Regions from separate parts of the Mus musculus genome. Here regions 1, 2 and 3 are each linked to region 4. Evidence: chromatin contacts called from public HiChIP or PLAC-seq and promoter capture Hi-C data. All regions are on one chromosome and are shown on one strand. Each heading gives the region's core, a stretch centred on a gene start, on an enhancer-like site or on the middle of the called end of the contact. The rest is flanking DNA. Distances are from core to core; before and after follow the strand shown. Region 1 overlaps Btbd11 (BTB (POZ) domain containing 11). Region 2 holds the start of 4930463O16Rik (RIKEN cDNA 4930463O16 gene). Region 3 overlaps Btbd11 (BTB (POZ) domain containing 11). Region 4 holds the start of Tmem263 (transmembrane protein 263).

Region 1 (4,092 bases), core at 1,593-4,092, 550 kb after region 4:
CATGAAGAAGAAGAAGAAGAAGAAGAAGAAGAAGAAGAAGAAGAAGAAGAAGAAGAAGAAGAAGAAGAAGAAGAAGAAGAAGAAGAAGAAGAAGAAGAAGGAGAAGAAGAAGAAGAAGAGAGAACAAGAAAGGAGAAGAAGAAAAGAAACAAACCCAAGAAAGCTTACGATAAACCCCACTTTGCTCCCACACACACTTGGGAAACTATAGCTCCCCCTCTCCAGAACCTGTCACTTTCAGTAGACTTCTGTGAGCCTCCCATGGCCCAGAGCTGACTTTGGTTGGGCTGGGGGTGGCAGTAGTCGGTCCGATGGGGTGAAGAACCGGACCTCCTGGACTCTGTCAAGGGAAGCAGGACTGAAATAGCTTCTAGATAGGAAGTACCATAAGGAAGATGAAGAAGGGGGGGCGGGGATGAGGGGAAGGTCCCTGAGGTGGGGTGGCAAAGAAAGACCCTCTGAGGTATGACATCAGAGTAGAGATCCAGGGAACACAGGCAAGGGGGGAGCCATGGTGATACCCACCTCACTAATAGGTGCCTATCCCCTCCTCCTTGCTAGATGTGATCTGGGGCACTTGGGGTTCACCTGCTATCACAGGTGTGTCTGTGACTCACTTCACCACGCTCTCTGTCCCACAGTAGACTTGTGTAGCCAGGGCCTGTCCCCCTGGTCTCACCTTACGCCTGCAGTATACTCCAGCCATCTCTACTTCCTGACCCTCAGCTGGGCATTCTGTGGGTTGCGGCTGTTTGCATTGCTTTTCTATTGCTGTCTCAAAACACTCCGACTAAGGCAACTTGAAGAAGAGAAGGTTTATTTGAGCTTGCAGTCATGTTACTGCCGTGGAGACCGCAGGTGGCAGCCATGGTGGCTGGAGCAGCAGCTGAGAGCTCACTCGCATCTTGAACCAGAAACACAAAGTAGGGAGAGGCAACTGGGAATAGGGAAAGGCCCTCAGCTCTCAAAGCCTGCTTCCTGTGGTGTGCCTCCTCCAACAAAGCCTCAGCTCTTAAACTGTCGTCCCGTCCCCGTCCCCGCTTCCCCCCCCCCCCCCCCCAGACAGTGTCATCAGCCGGGGACCACATGCTCAAATGCCTGGGACTATGAAGGATAGTTCTCATTCATACCATCACAGGGGCTCACTCCAGTAGTCTGGCTGCTCTTTCTTCTGCCCCTTCCCTGTCTCTAACAGCCCTTTTTGTGGATTCTAGCTTCTGTCTGCTGCTAAATTTTTCCAGCTGGAGGCTCTGCAGCGACACTGTGAGATTATCTGTGCAAAAAGCATCAATACTGACAACTGTGTGGATATCTACAGCCACGCCAAGGTAGGTCCCCCTGTGTTATGTTGCTTGGGATTAAACTCTGGGCCTTAGCACACATCAGCCAGTTGTTTCTGCTGCTCAGTTATGTCCTCAACCCAAGGGGTTTTCTTCCCTGCTTCAGATCTGCTATCTCTTTGGCCTTGTTTCTTCCTTGTACACTGGAAGGTACGCTAGGCAACAGTGGTCTCTTTAAGAGTGTCATTCACTCTTCAGTGACAAGAATTACATCACAGACTCATTCCTCAGGCCTGGACTGGGCTCTCAACTCTGCTTCCTAATCAGGCACTAGCTGATGTCTCTGTTAACCAGTAATCTTGAATAGAAGATTTTAGAACGGTGGGCCTCAAAATGTGGTCTCCAACTCAACAGCAGGCACAAGGAATTTATTAGGAAATCATACCCCAGATTTATCAAACCAGAAACTTGGGAGGTGGGGCGGGGAGAGAGGTTGTTCCTAGGCAGTCGCATCTATCAAGCCAAAAATTGGGGGTGAGGGGTGTTCCTGATTCCAGTGTAAGTTCAAGTGTGTGTTAATTATGTTTCTGTTGCTGATAAAACACCACAACAAAGGCAGTTTATAGAGGGAAGGGCTAATTTGGGCTTCCAGTCGGATAAGAGTCTGTCATGGTAAGAAGGCATAGCAGCAAGAGGCAGGCTTGATGGCAGGAGCAGGAAGCTGAAGGCTCACATCTTCAATCAGCGAACACAAAGCAAAGAAAATGGATTTGAATGGGTGTGAGGCTTTTAATCTCAAAGCCTGCCCCCAATGTCATACTTCCTCCAGCAAGGCTATATCATCTAAACCTTTCCAAACAGTGTGCCACCAACTGAGAACCAAGTGCTCCAATGCCCCAAACTGTGGGGGGACACTTCTCAGGCAAACTATGCAAACTACCACTTTCCTTCCTGTTTCTGTGCTCTTTCTCTCTCTCATATTCACATGATATTCTGGTTAGTGTGGATTACACCCAAATCTGGCTCCTAAGAATCTAAGCATTTTTCTTTTTCTTTTTGAGAGAGTCACTATATAGCTGGCTTTGAATTCTCCATCCTTCTGCTTTGACCCTGAAGACTGAAATTTTTACCTGAACCCCAACTAAGCAGTATTTGTCTTCACCTTAAATGGGTTGCTTTGCATAGTGGCACTACCCAGAGAGACCTTCTGTGCTCAGGAAGAGGACCAGTGTCTTCTTCCTCTCCTCCCTTAACCATGACCGTTTGATCACTGTGGGTAGCTTTTCTGTGGCTTTCCACCTTGGCTGAGTCCTGTCTGTATCCTAAGAGTCCTTAGCATGTTCCGTCAGCAGCACATGCCCTGATGTAATAATGAAAACTGATGCCATGTGAGTCCCAGCAGGGAATACAGGCCAAGAGCACCCATGACAGGGGAGCAGCCTCCTACTATACCCTTGTGGCCAGGGCCTCTGTTTTGACAGACATCAGCTTCCACTTCCAAGATCCCATCCTGGAGTGGTGCCAGTATTAACATCTGCCATTTGTGATATTTGCATGTGGGAAAGGGCAGGGCCAGCTGCTTCCTGCCCTGTGTGTACACTACTCCTCTCAGCTACGGACGGTGCAGCCTCCACAGATGATCCCCAGCCACTGGGATTCTTGTACTGACAGATTGTGCTGCGGGTTGACTGTAGAGCAATAAGAAGCAGGGAAGCACCAGTTGCTACAGACACTTAGAGTAAACAGCCAGGTTCCAAGTGTTCACAGGGACGTCCCCAGCATCCTCTGTGCTTCAGGGAAGTACTTGAGACAGCTATGGCATTTAGACAGATGAGAAACCTGGCCCTTTGATGCATCTCTTCTTAGCATCTCTTAGCATCTCTTCTTCCCAGACGCTGTCTTGACTGCTCAGGGTTGAGCCTCTGATGGCCCTTTCAGGTTGTCTGTGTTTGAAAAAGAAGACAAGCTGATTCATCAAATACGGGAAGGCTCAGTCACGGTACCAGTATTGTGAGGGAAAGAACACAGGAGTGTCCTCCTCTAGGGCTTATTGACCTACGTTTTCATGACTAGGATCGTACTCATCTGAATGTAATAAAGAAATCGGTAAGGCATTCTAGGCCCAGTGACTCATTCCTGTAATCCCAACACTCTGGAGGCAGAGGCAGGAGGATCAGAAGGTGGAGACAGTCCTCAGCCACAGAGAAAGTTGGAATTCAGCAGCCAAGTATGTGAGACCCTCATCTTAGAAAAGAAATTAGTAAGGCACGATCTCAGCATTTGAAGATGTAACAGGACAATAAGCTGCAAGCATGTTCTGCGGAGCGGCAGATAATCATCGGCAACTTTGCTCGCAATACCGCAGGCTTGGGAGGAGAGATGGTTTGTTTTAGTGTTTTATTTTGTTTGCCCCTACCTGATTCCACCTCTAGTGTAGAAACAATCACGCACAAGCAGATAACCAACAGTGTGGCTGTATTCTATTAAAACTTTATTTATAAAACAAATTGTGAGCTAAATTTAACAGTGGGGTAGGGGGTGGGGGAGCTGTAGTCTATAAGTCTCTGTCTAAGAGATGAGAGATGAGAGTTTCAGTCCCGTGTGGACCTGTTAATTGGTTGTGCGGAGAGGATAAGAAGGTGCTGATCTATAGCCACATTCAGCTAATGTTAGCAGCTATAACAAATGTAAGTATGTTGCATTACATTACTTTTCATTGATACTAACTCGTGTGGCATGACACTTATCTACAAAGCAAGCTCCAAGGGCCACTCTGAGCCTCAGTTTCCCTATCTGTAGAATGAGGTATTGC
Region 2 (4,196 bases), core at 222-2,721, 610 kb before region 4:
GACCTGACCCAATGAGTGGCCAAGAAGGCAAAAGACGGCCGAGGGCAGTAATTGCAGGAGACAGGTTGCCAACACTGGGAGAACTCCTGGGTCTGACCACAGGAGGAGTTTCAAAAAGTCACCAAGACTTCCAAGCTCTGACAGCTGGGGACCCACAAGGGCTAAGGCATGAGATTTGAAAACTAGCTTGTGAGTACATGAACCCTGGAGTTACAACATGAAGATCAGAAGGTTCCAACCCCCTTCCCTGCCCCACCCCCGTGTTTGGAGTTGTCATTTATAAAAAACAAAAAAATCTGCCCCGTGCCTCTGTGACTTTCCATTCAAATAAAGGAAAAAGGCTTTCCACCGATTAATAACGCCACGAGGGCTTCCTCTCCACAGCCTCTGTTATTAATGGAACTGCCCTCCTATAATACCCTGGAGGCTATTCTTCCTCTAGCTGATATCTGAATCCATTGTTTATGACAGACTTTCCTAGTCATTCTATGTTGGGGTCACTGTGGTGGTTCAAATAAGAACAGATCTAATAGGCTCCATATATTTGAATGCTTAGTCACCAGGGAGTGGAATTCTCTCAAAGGAGTAGAAGGATTAGAAGGTATGACCTGGTTTGAGGAAGTGTGGCACTTGGGGTGGGCTTTATGGTATCAAAAGCCCCCCCTTGCTCTCTGGCTCTCTTGCTCTCTCTCTCTCTCTCTCTCTCTCTCTCTCTCTCTCTCTCTCGCCTGATGCCTCTGGCCAGAGGATCATCAACAGTCCAATATGGAATTGGCTACTACCCTTCTCGTTCCCCTTCTCCTCTTTTTCCTAATCCTACTAATCCCACTTTGTCTTATAGACTTCTTGTCTCGATCCAAAAGATTTCTAACCAGACATTTAATCAGTTTTTATTCCAAAATTTCCAGCCCTTAGCTCTGATGTCAGAGGCCTGTGACATTTGGTTATATCCTGATGGGAAAGATCAAACTTGCCCCCAAGGAACTCGATGCCCCCAATCAGCAGGAAGCAGTCTAATGATAATATCACCTCCCTTTATGACCCCTGACTTTGTCAATAGTAAACAAAAAAGAGGGGAATGTTGGCTATTCACCCAGCCGGACTTCCTTGCCATAGACTCCCTTTGTAAACTTTAGAAACTGTATACTTTGTCAACTTTGTAAACCCTCAAGGCAGGTTTGAGGACCTCCAGCAACCAGGGCCCATCCCCCAGATTTCTCTAACGGCCCACCCTAACGGTCATATTCTAACAGCTGTAACTGTCATTCCCAGCGCTGAGGCAGGAGAATTTCCAAGCCCCTCCCCACAAGAAAAAAATACCACTTATTATTTAGTAAGAAACTCCACCAATCCCTGAGCTCCCCCAAGCTCAGGTCTTGAAATCCCACCAATCCTCACCCAGGAAAGCTCTGCCTTGGAAAGCTCCACCCCCTAAGAAATCCTATATAATCCCTGCTTGCTGTCTTCTCCAGGAAACATAGGTAACAACCTCATGTACATTTCTCCACGCCCTGTATTCTTCCCTCCCAGTAAATCTCTTTTATGATGTTTGCTGCCTGATGTGACTCTCTCATCAGAAGAAGCCAAGAAGCAATGAAGCAAAGAAGGGTAGATGGGAGCAGGCTGAGGCTCCGGAGCTCAGCTGGGGATACGTCCCCTGGGACCTGCAGTGTAGAAGAGGAGCCGCTAGGGGGAGCTGATAACAGTGTAGCACTCCAGTTGACCAACCATATCCTCCATAAGGGCTGCAAGCCCTCTGCTAAGGTTTCCTCTCAGAGTTGTGTGGTTCCTGGGCTCCCACGTCTCAGAATGTCCTTCCTTTGCGACATTGTCCCACCTCAGAGCTGTGTATGTTCCTGGGCTCCCAAGTCCCAGGATAACTTTCCACTGAGCAGAAACACCAACAGTTGTTATGCCCAGTGCTCGGGAACCCCAGAAGAATGCCAGGAAGTACAAGTCCGATGTTAAAGAGACTCAGAGCAAAGTCTTTCCCACTGTGCAGGTTAGGGATGTGATGCCCGCATCCAGGGGCTTGGAGTATATATACACGTGCATATTCATAGGCAGAGCTCCTCGAACTTTGGGGTTACGTGACTGGGGAGGTGATGAGGGAAAGCTATCCTTCAAACCCGATAACGTTTGTTCAGGGCAAAACCATGCAGCTGGGAGGGGGACCCTCCTGACCTGGGAAGTAACTTTATGGAGCTATCAGGAGCTAGTGTATTTTTACATACTGGTTGCAGCTGTCTGGGAACACTTAATTGCCCTTCCTTCATGGTCCAAGCATGGGCCTTTTATCATTTCAAGGATGTTTGGTCCTTGTTCCCTTCAAGGGCAGGAGCCTTCTGCACCTGAGAAAGGTTGGTTATCAAGGAGAGTGACACAGAAGCAAGGGTTTGTTGTTTTTTTGTTCGTCTCTCTCCCCCCTCCCCGCCGCCCAGAGTAGGGGTGGGAGTCGTTAGGGGGAAGGGAGTGCCACCATGAAAAGGGGAATTGCAATATTCCTGCGCCAGGCTGGGCCTTCTCTGTTTGCCCTCTCCAAAAGAACTGGGGCATCTATGCTGAGAAAGGGGAGGAAGGGGGCTCTAACTGCACCAGTGGCCGGAAAGTGCAGAGGCAGGTTTCCTGCGTTTCTTCACAACTAAAAACATGTTCCTCTATGAAGTTTCCCTCTTTAATAAAACTTGCTGGGGCTTCTTGGAGCCCCTTTTCTCAGCTGGACTTCAACCTCATTGCTATGGTTTGAATGTGCCCACCTCCAAAATTGGGCTTTAGGAGCTAGGGTGCCAAGGTGACATGACCATAAGGTTTGTGCCCCTTACAGATGGAATTGGTGTCATAAACTCCTTCTTGCCCCTTTGCCTTTCCCGCCTTCTGTCATGTGAATCAAGCATCCTCCCAGAGAAGATGCAGCATTCAAGATGCCATTTTGGAATCAGAATCATAAAACCTTCCAGAACACTGACTTTGGACTCCCAAGTCTCTAGAACAGTAAACCAAATAGTTATTATTATTAATCTATTTTGAGGTAGGGGCAGCGAGCACCACCTCACTGAACAAATATGTGGTGGAGAGATGGGGAAAATAGACAACTGGAGAGTAGGGTTGGCGGGCTGGTGTGCAGCAGTCTGGAGCTTGTATACACGCAGACTCAGCCACTGAACGTGCTCCCTGGCTGTGGGTTCTCTCTAGCTCTGGGCAACAACGGAGGCCTGAGATAAGGAAAGCTTTACTTTCTGGATTAGACCTTCTCAAAGGATCACCGTGCTCCATGATGCTACCGGAGGCCACATCGGTGTCTGTGGACCATGCTGCTGCCCAGGCTGCAAGGCCTAAGATCTATGTGGACCTATGTGATTTGTGCCAACTGACACCTTGGTGATGTCCTTGGGCTATGATGCCCAGAAGGGGGTGGATAAAAAAAATGGTAATCTGAGTAGCACATGACGCTCACGATCCATGCAGCCAGCTGCTGAGGGCCTGGGGTAGATCAGTGGTCCTGATATGGCCAGGGGTGTGTCAACGTCTGTGGTCTGAGAAACCACTGAAGGCCATGCTGGTGTCTGTGGGCTGGGCTGCCTGAAGCCATATTGATGTTTGTGAGCTATGCTGCTTTCCCACCCCCACCTCCCAACCCCACACAGCTCTCCATGGTTGATGGCTTCTGACGGGGATGCAAGTGGAGAAAGACTCACCATGTGGGGCTGGCCACCAGGAGTTTGACCATCCTCCAGTGAATCTATGAACAACACAAAATGGAGGTGTTTTTTTCTTCTTCTTCTTCCTTTTTACAGGGTTGAGAAGGTCAGGAGAAAGGGGAGTGGACATGGAAGGACAGGGAAGTGAGGACAATCAGGATGCATGATGTAGTAGTCCCAAATTAGAAAAAGGAGGAGAAGGAGGAGGTTCAAGAAAAGGAAGGGGAGGGGGAAAGGGAGGGAGGGGAGTGGAGGGGAGGGGAGAGGAGAAGGGGGAAGGAAATTACCCATTCTGTAGTAGTCTGTTGCAGTACTGGACCATTCAGTCTCAAATATAGCAGCGCAAGGCAGACTCATAAAATCTACAAACTCTAATCACAGTTTCAAATGCCCTCTGCCCTCTACTCATATTAAGAAGCTCCATCAAACACCAACATGGTTTCTAACAGCTCAGGGTTAAATCTCTAGGATGATCCTAGCATCTCTTCTCAGGTCTGC
Region 3 (4,027 bases), core at 1,350-3,849, 520 kb after region 4:
CTGACTAAGGCTGGTAGAGACGGACAAGCAAGAGGAAACGAGTCAGTGGGTTTTCCTGTGACCGAGATCACTCACATCTCTAACCCTAGATGGGAACTCCTTTTTGAAAACGTTATTGGTGGATATCAGTTATACACACTGGACTTCATCATGACATTTTCCATACTTATAAATTATATATTTTGATCATATCCCCAACTCTGTCACTCTTCTGCCCCTCCCCCACTGCTAAGCCCCTCCCTCTTTCCAAACAACCCCTCTTCTGTTTCCATGGTGTTTGTTCTGTTTTTAATAACCCAGTGAGTCTTGTTAGAGTTGTTTACAGGAGCGTGGCCACATTACCAATGGCTACATCACTGTGAAAATTTCTCCCTCCCCAGCCCCTACCCAGAAACTGTTAATTACATATTTGCCCTCAGAGAATGGTGGGTCCTCCTGAAACCTTACCCGTATCCCATGTGAAGTGTTGACAAGTCCCAGGTTGTACAGATCTTGAACCAATAATCACAGCTACTATGAATACAGGTGTAACAGCCATTTCCTGCCACAAAATCAGTCTTCCACACTCCCTGACCCTCCTCCAATGTTCGAGATCTTTCCCCGGGATGGGAACTAAGCGACTCCACAAAGCAGCCTTTTCCAACATTGCTAGCATCTAGCAGAAGAAAGGTTGTTTATGCAATGAATCAAGTCGGATGACTCCCAGAGATTTAAACACACACACACATGCACACACACGCATGCACGTGTACTTTAGACTAACATGCATAGATTCACACTTACTCCCCCTGGAGGCCTCTGTGATCTGTGTTCTGGGGTCTTGCCTTGTTACCCTGATGCCACAATGTCTCCTTGGGCAGATGTGGGGACCATTAGCCCTTAGGATGAAGTTGGCCGCCACACTAAAGGTGAGGGATCCTGAGTTTCTCTGCATGTTTAGCTCTGCCCTTCAAAAGATAAAAGAGGAAACCCAGTTAAATTTCCATCTTCGATAAACAATGAATAAAGCTTTGGTATAAAGATGCCCCACGCACCTTTGATCTAGCATTTATATTTGCCTAATCTGGCAATGCTTGACAAGTTCAAAGCCCACGCGTACTGGACCGAGAAGCTGTAAGGCACAGCTCCATTCAGTGTTTAGGATGTCAATGTCATGTTTGAAGCCAGGCCCTGGGGTCCCTCCATCCTCTCCCACCACACAGGCAGCTGTGTAGCTGAAGGGTCTCTGTGGTCTTGCCCCTCCTCTCTCAGCAACTGGCACAGATTGCCCAGAGGTTAATGCCCTAGAAACACTGGGCTCTGTGGATAGCCTCAAATACCCTGCCATGTCTCACCTGGACCCTTGCTCCTGCTGGCTCTGCACAGAGTGCTCTTGTCTTCTGCCATTCCTCTCCCCATACCTACAACCACAGCTCAAGGGCCACCTTCCGAGGAAGCCTAGGCTCCCCTAGGCTGTGTGTGGTGCAAAGGGGCTTATAGTTTCATAACATTTTTTATTTAGAGAGAGAACCACCGAACCCTAAATACTTGTATGAGATACATGAGAATATGGCCTATGCTTGTCTTCTCCGGACTGTCTTCATGCTTGTCTTCTACCAGACTGTGGGCTTCCAGCGCAGGGCTGCTGACATGACCCTAACAGGCACTCAATCAACACATTGTTGCTTGATTATTGTTGAGTGATTATTGACCAGTTCATGGGGACTGGGAGAAGGTACTAACATTCTTTCAACATGAAGCCTGTATCACCCTCTCTCATTGGTTTCCTCCCTCGTTTCCTGGCCTAGCCTCTTGCTCCCTGAAGTGGCTTGCTGAAGCACCTTGCCATCTCTCATTTCATCTAGCAAGTTCTCCAGCTTGTTCTATTTTGAAAGGAGAGAGTCCATCCTGAGCTCTGTCCACTCTCCTGTCTTAATGCCCCCTGTCTCCTCTGTCACTGGAATGGACCCAGGCAAATGCCTGCTCAGAAGTCCACAGCCAAGTATGAGGGCTCAGTCAAGTGAACAGGAAAGCAGTAGGTTCTGCACTCGGGAGCTAGAGTGGCACAGAAGATCCGAAGACGGGTTCTCCACACATGCTTCTCTGGTTCAAATCCAAGCTATCACTTATAGATGGGGTAGCCTCAGAAAGATTCCTCATTCCTGTTTTTTGGACAGTCCCCCCATAGGAATTATGCCTTCTATTGTGTGGGACCCGAATGTAACAACTCAGATAAAACATTCAGCAGAGAACCTAACCTATTTTTTTAAAAAATGCCTAAATATTTGCATAATGAAATGATTCTTAGCTGAGGATTCTACTGGCACACTGAGGGACCACACCTAAGCTCAGTAAAGACAGGATTTAGAACCGCCAGAAATTGGGGGGGGGGGGGCGGGGGGGGCGGGCGCGGAGTGAGACACCAGTTGTTTGGTTGGGTTTTTTGAGACAGGGTTTCTCTATGTAGTCCTAGCTGTCCTGGAACTCACGTTATAGACCAGGCTGATCTCGAACTCAGAGACCTATCAGCCTCTGCCTCCCGAGTTCCAGGAGTAAAGAGTGCTCCACCCGTGCAGGCTGAGGCAGTTCTTTTAAATGGAAACCTAGAAAAGGCAAAAACCTAGGAAAAGCCCGCGAGGATCTCAGGTGCTCGGTGGGGGTTGCTAAGACGTTTGATCTCAGGGACCAGATCCTGGGGGGAAAAGCGGCTGCACCCACGTGACCATCTCTCCCTCCCCACCCCTCAGGGCGGACGACTGCTTTTGTGCTTCTCGGAAGCTGGACGCCGTGGCCATCGAAGCCAAGTTCAAGCAGGACTTGGGCTTCCGGATGCTGAATTGTGGACGGACCGACCTGGTGAAGCAGGCAGTGTCTTTGCTGGGGCCGGATGGAATCAACACCATGAGCGAACAGGTACCAATCTGCTTGGACCTCATCTCCTCCCGTGCTTAGCCTGGGCGCGAGCAGCTGACGGGACACAGGCTCCCTCTGCTGATCGATTAAAAAAATTAATGCCCCTCCCCTGCCTCTCTCTCTCTCTCTCTCTCTCTCTCTCTCTCTCTCTCTCTCTCTCTCTCTCTCTCTCTTAGTGTTTGGGGGTTTTTGGTTTGGTTTGGTTTTAATTTTCTAAAAATACACTTGCCCATCTTTATGGAAATCTCACATGATTGTCGCAGCTGAAATTTAAAAAGGAATGAAAACCAGACCTGTTCCAGAAAGGAGATGGAGCCCCTAGGTTGGCCATCGTTTGTATTTAGGACTCTGCAACCTTCAAGTCTCTTTACTGGCATGTTAAAGGCTTTTCTCTGCCAGTCTGCTGTTGGCTCCAGACAGATCTAGGCCATGCGCACTGTGCTCTTAGGGTGGGTGTGTTTAAAGACACCAAAGTCAGTCTGGGGACCCTAGAGCACATTCAGATAGGGCAGCACCAACCAGATTCTGAACATGGTGCCATGAGAGGCAACCACAAGTCACAGAGGGGACTTTGGGGATGTGGTGGTGTCATAGACCGTGCAAATGGACAGCCATTCTCAGTGTGAATCCTGAGTGCTGTTACAAGGGACAGATGGGGCTGTTTCTTCCACAGGCAGCTCTTGCAAAGAGCTCCCACGAAGGGAATAGAAGGGACTGTATAATGACAGCTAATCACTTTCTTGGACAACGTCAGGGATCCTCAGTACACAATCATGTGTATCTTGTATGTTTAAAACCAGGGACTTATTTATCTGTTTTATTTTTTCAGTATTTTACATTCCAGATACCTTACAATGTCAATGAATATTCTTTTTTAAGTCGCTTTTAGTGTCTCTATAAAGTGATTACTATTTGTTTATTAACCATCCTTCCCCCATCATATATTTAAAGTGTTTGTGACTAGTGCTGAGCTAAGCACACTTACACAAATCTTTGTTCCAATCTCTATTTCCTTGGGGAAATGTTTCTTTAAAACAGAAGTGTCTCAAATGTACCAGCCTTTCCTGAATTCTCAGTCTTCAGTACTGCCCCTCCCCCTAGGAGTCTGACTAGTCTTTGCACACCTCTAGTTATA
Region 4 (4,090 bases), core at 1,008-3,507:
TGTACTGAGCAGAAGGTTGGACCCCTCCTTCAGCTTCAGTGCTACAACATATAATTTATGTTTTGCTTTCACAATTCTGTCTTCTGTCTTGCTACTTTCTGGTCTTAACATTTTGAACTAGCCCAGTCTGTTAAGCAATGTCACTGCTAATTACTCCAGGGTATCAATAAGGTAACTAATTTTTTGAATGTAACCAACTAGAGAAAAACTGAGGCACTTAAACTAGAATTAACTTTTGTTTTAGGTGATGGAGGTACAGTTTGGGGCATGCTAGGCAAGTACTCTAAACTGAGTCATAATCTCAGCTATTTATAATGTAGTATAAGAAAGTTTTGCCTTAAGTTACTGCATTAAGAACTCATTATTTGAAGACATTTAAAGACATTATATAGAAATAAAGATATTACAGTATTAGAATCAAGAACTACAATGGAGGTCAGCCTATAAAATAAATAGGGCCTGATTTCATTGAGGTTCCTTCTGGTTACACCAAGCTATCTGAAATCAAGATAGCATCAGGATAGAAACAATTCAATTAAGATTCTCATATAGACAAGAGTGGCTTAGAACTGAATGGGATGTTGTTCTTTTTAAAAAGAAGATGGCATCAGATAGCTGTGAGCTGACATGTGGGTGTGGGGAACTGAACTCAGGACCTTTGCAAGAGCAGTGAGTGCTCTTAACCACTGGGCCCTCTCTCCATTATTATAGGTAAGGAAACTGAGACAGCAAGAACTGACTGGGGTCAGATCTATAAGAAATACTGGACTACCTGTACTTGTAGGTTCAGAAGGAGCCAAAAGCTCCCTGGTACCTTCATTGGTTTATGAAACAGAATATACCACTGCTTTGAATTATAGCCTTAATTACTAGCAAAACTGTAAGTCAATTTGGAAAGAAAGTTATAAAGTTCTGCATTGTAATTTTGCCCAGGGTTCAATCTTGAAATCACCTATTAAAATCCTATTAAGAATTCAGGAGTCTATGACAATAAAAGATTGGTACTCAGTTAATACCACAGTTCAAACTCTCCTAATCATCATTCTCTTTTAGTTCTGTAAAACAAGATTATCATAATTTCAGCACAGTGATCTGAATGGACTTAATTCATCGATTTGATAACGGTTAAGCTCTAGTTCATTCTATTTAAGAACTGAACCAAGGTTAGCTCCCTCTCAGGATTTTTTGTTGTTGCTGTTAGCATCCCTTTTCTGAGACTTGATAAACACTTGCTATCCAGTTACACCACGCTGATTACTTTCATTTAAAAATTGAGGTCCCCTGTCCTGTGTATGTTTCCACTTGATAACTAGGTCGTGAAAAGAAAAAAAATCTCACGTTTTGGTATAATTTCTCAGTAAAGCCCCCTTACACCCACAGTCTCTCTTCTTATCTTTCCCAAAAGTGTAGGGTGGACTTATTGTCATTTTTATCTTAAAGATGTTGAGAGTCAAGGAAAAGCTAATAGCAATTATCTAGTCAGGTAGCCATTTCGTCACGTCTCTGCTTCCTCCTCACAGCCTTCCTAGGCAGCTATCACAAGCCCCCTTGGAAGCTCACTGTCCTGTTTCCCATCTGAAGCAGAGGCAACGCTGAACCCAGAGGACTTCCCAGACAGCATCTTCTTAGGCTGCTCAATACTTTACAGGACCCCACCAGGGATCCCCCCTCCCCCCAAGGCTGGCAAGAACGTGGAGGGGCCCTGACGAAGCCCTAGTTAGGAAGTGACAGTTTTCCTCCCTCTCCAGTTCAATTCTCACATCGATGAACCAACCTTCTTTCGCTACCAAAATTCAAGGCCCCCTGAAAGGCCTTGGGCATCCGCTGTGTGATGAGGGCGAACCTGACATGTTTACGCTCAAGGACTCCAGGTGGACCAACAACAACAACAAAAACCCCACACAAATTAGCAAGGCCTCGCCTCACCCTATCACTCGGTGACACAGGCTCGCAGAGCGCCCTGGGGAGAGCGACTGACAGAGGCCCTGCCCGTCACTCCCTTAGGGCAGCAGCTAAAGGTTGAAGCCCCTGGGCGAAGGAGAGGGAGACACCGGCGAGCATGCCGCCCTCCTCAGGGGAGAAGTTCTAAACCCCCATAACCGTTAGTTCCCTCGAGCCCGGAGAGTGGCCGAAGACTCGGGCGAGGCCGGAGGCGCGCGCCTCGCCGGGGCAGCGCCCCCTCGCCTGCTCTGATTGGGTGGCCGGGGCGGAGGGGGCGGGGAGACCCTCCGGATGAGGCGCGCGCGCAGGCTGGCCGGGGGCTGCTGGGAGGGCTGCGCGCGCCGAGCGACCGGTGGGCGCGGGAGGTGGGGGGGCGGAGGGCCGGGGGCGCGAGTGCGCGTGCGCGTCGGAACCCGAGGCGCGGGAGGAGGCGGGAGCTCCGGAGGCTGCGGAGGGGGCGGGTCGCGTCAGGCGCCACGTCCGCAGCCAGAAGCCGCCGCTGCCGCCGCCGCCGCCTCGCACCGACCTCGCACCGAGAGTCTTCCGACTTCTGAGCCGGAGAAGAGCATCTAGGTCGCGTAAGCCACTCCCGGGCCGCATCAGGGCCTCTGCTGCCCCGGCCGCTTCTGCTGTTCTCCGTGCCACCGCTCCCTCCGCCCGGCCGCAGCTCCCGGCCTCGACCCCGCGGTGAGTGAGTGTGTCCCATGGCTGGGGCGGGGGCGGGAGGGTGTCGTCGGCCTGAGTGGCCGCACTCCGGGCCCTTTCCCGTTAGCCTCATCTGCACCTCACCTGCACGACCCCGGGGCCTGGCCGCTCCAGCCTGGCCCTTTGCGGGGGGACACTGAACGGGAGGGGGATGGGCGGGAGTCGTTGGGGGGCGTACGGAGGTATGGGGTTACCCCAGTGGGTCCACGAGTTTGTGGACGCGGTGTCTGCAGTTGAAGGGAGTCGCTCTGGAAGCCTGGGTCTGACCTCTTGCCTTGAGTGTCAGGCTGGTGCGGAGGAGGAGATGGGGCATCCGAGGAGGAGCCCAGCTTCCTTGCCCCACTTAACTTCTGACCTGTTGATAAACGGTCCCGGTGGGTTCAAGTACACAGGGCTTGGCTCCAAGCGGAGATTCCCGCTGCTCTTCCTAAATCGGGAACTCCACTCCCACGCCTGTTCTAAGCCCGCAGGTGTGGGAATGAAGAGGGGCGCTGGCAGTGTCAAGGAGTGACTGGGGAGCAGGGGGGAAGGAGTCCTGGAGCAGCCGCCAGTGCAGTCACTGCCGACCCCAAGCTCAATCCAAAACCGAGCCTGCCATGCACAAGCAGCATCTAGTCTAGCCCCGGAGCTGCCACTCGGGATCAAGTTGGATCGTCTCTCTTAAGCCCGTCTTATATTGGAATTCCGCAGGAACTAGGGTGTGCTGGATGGACAACGAAGGGGCGGAGGAAGGAGGTGTCCAAGCCAGCACCAGCCTCTAGGGTCATTTTCTGCCTCTCCTGCCACGTCACTGCTCTGCTCAGGGGAAAAAAAAAAAGACTTGCTTGTGCCTAAAGGTGGATCAATGAGGGGGAGCTAGGGCTGCTGGGAAGAGTTAGAAACACCTAGACTAGGAAGCGAAATCTTACTTGATTGTGTCTTTTGTATCTTGTGAACGCTACTAATCCAAAAGGAAACATTGTGGGTATTTGTATCTGCTATTGGTTAGTGCTTAAAACTTCTAGTTGTTGCCGCTCAAGGGCTATCACACTAACAGGTAAGTATGTTTCCATTCTTGCTTTAGCAACGCTTAATACACATCTGCTTTCATTTTTCACTTTCATTTTTTTTTGTATAGCAGCACTTATACCAGAAACTAAGTTCAATGAAAGCATCATTCGAAAAAAGTTCAATGAAAACATCATTCGAAAAGTTTAATTGATTTTAACATATAAATTCAAAAGTGTTTGATATATATATGTTTATATTCGGGGAAAATCTTGACTTTCCCGTTTCCGTCCTTGAGTCTTTACCCTTTTCCTACATTCTGATGCTACTGGACCAGATGACATACAATTAAGAGTACGGTCTTTATGTTCACTCATTGTCTCAACAAGATGTGGCACAAAGTAGGAATGGCAGCATCTATTGAACAAATTAAGTGTATTTTAGTGAGGATGACAGA

Evidence for each region. Promoter capture Hi-C pulls out the DNA fragments that hold promoters and counts their contacts. HiChIP or PLAC-seq counts read pairs in DNA pulled down with a chosen protein or histone mark.
Region 1: a contact with region 4 is called in a FOXA1 HiChIP or PLAC-seq map of pancreatic cancer cells. The contact joins the enhancer-like site here to the promoter of Tmem263 in region 4. A contact is called at or near these places in 2 of 39 promoter capture datasets (the 3T3-L1 cell line and hippocampal neurons), 1 of 15 datasets of contacts at CTCF or cohesin (the NIH/3T3 cell line) and 5 of 115 datasets of contacts at active chromatin or transcription factors (acute myeloid leukemia, embryonic limb bud, embryonic stem cells and 1 more).
Region 2: a promoter capture Hi-C map of neutrophils shows a contact between it and region 4, with 3 times the contacts expected there. The contact joins the promoter of 4930463O16Rik here to the promoter of Tmem263 in region 4. A contact is called at or near these places in 8 of 39 promoter capture datasets (the C10 cell line, cranial neural crest, hippocampal neurons and 4 more) and 3 of 115 datasets of contacts at active chromatin or transcription factors (embryonic forebrain, embryonic limb bud and pancreatic cancer cells).
Region 3: a contact with region 4 is called in a promoter capture Hi-C map of hippocampal neurons, with 2.2 times the contacts expected there. The contact joins the enhancer-like site here to the promoter of Tmem263 in region 4. A contact is called at or near these places in 6 of 39 promoter capture datasets (3T3-L1-derived adipocytes, cranial neural crest, embryonic stem cells and 3 more).

What each region holds. Positions count from the first base shown.
Region 1 is chr10:85,653,264-85,657,355 of GRCm38.p6, forward strand. Btbd11 (BTB (POZ) domain containing 11) reads left to right here. Exons shown (of 17, transcript NM_028709.2): 16 at 1,215-1,328. Among named protein-coding and RNA genes, the nearest start is that of Gm6713, 56 kb to the right of the region's middle. Within about 2 kb of position 2,843, at least 26 of the 459 cell types and tissues checked have an H3K27ac peak or open chromatin away from gene starts, as enhancers often do. A contact at or near this core is called in pancreatic cancer cells, where this site is marked.
Region 2 is chr10:84,486,822-84,491,017 of GRCm38.p6, forward strand. 4930463O16Rik (RIKEN cDNA 4930463O16 gene) reads left to right here and starts at 1,472. Exons shown (of 4, transcript NR_108059.1): 1 at 1,472-2,360.
Region 3 is chr10:85,622,177-85,626,203 of GRCm38.p6, forward strand. Btbd11 (BTB (POZ) domain containing 11) reads left to right here. Exons shown (of 17, transcript NM_028709.2): 5 at 2,727-2,892. Among named protein-coding and RNA genes, the nearest start is that of Gm40731, 34 kb to the left of the region's middle. Within about 2 kb of position 2,600, at least 52 of the 459 cell types and tissues checked have an H3K27ac peak or open chromatin away from gene starts, as enhancers often do.
Region 4 is chr10:85,100,370-85,104,459 of GRCm38.p6, forward strand. Tmem263 (transmembrane protein 263) reads left to right here and starts at 2,258. Exons shown (of 3, transcript NM_001013028.2): 1 at 2,258-2,628. It overlaps Fhl4 (four and a half LIM domains 4), which reads right to left and starts at 2,126. Exons shown (of 2, transcript NM_010214.4): 1 at 1,927-2,126.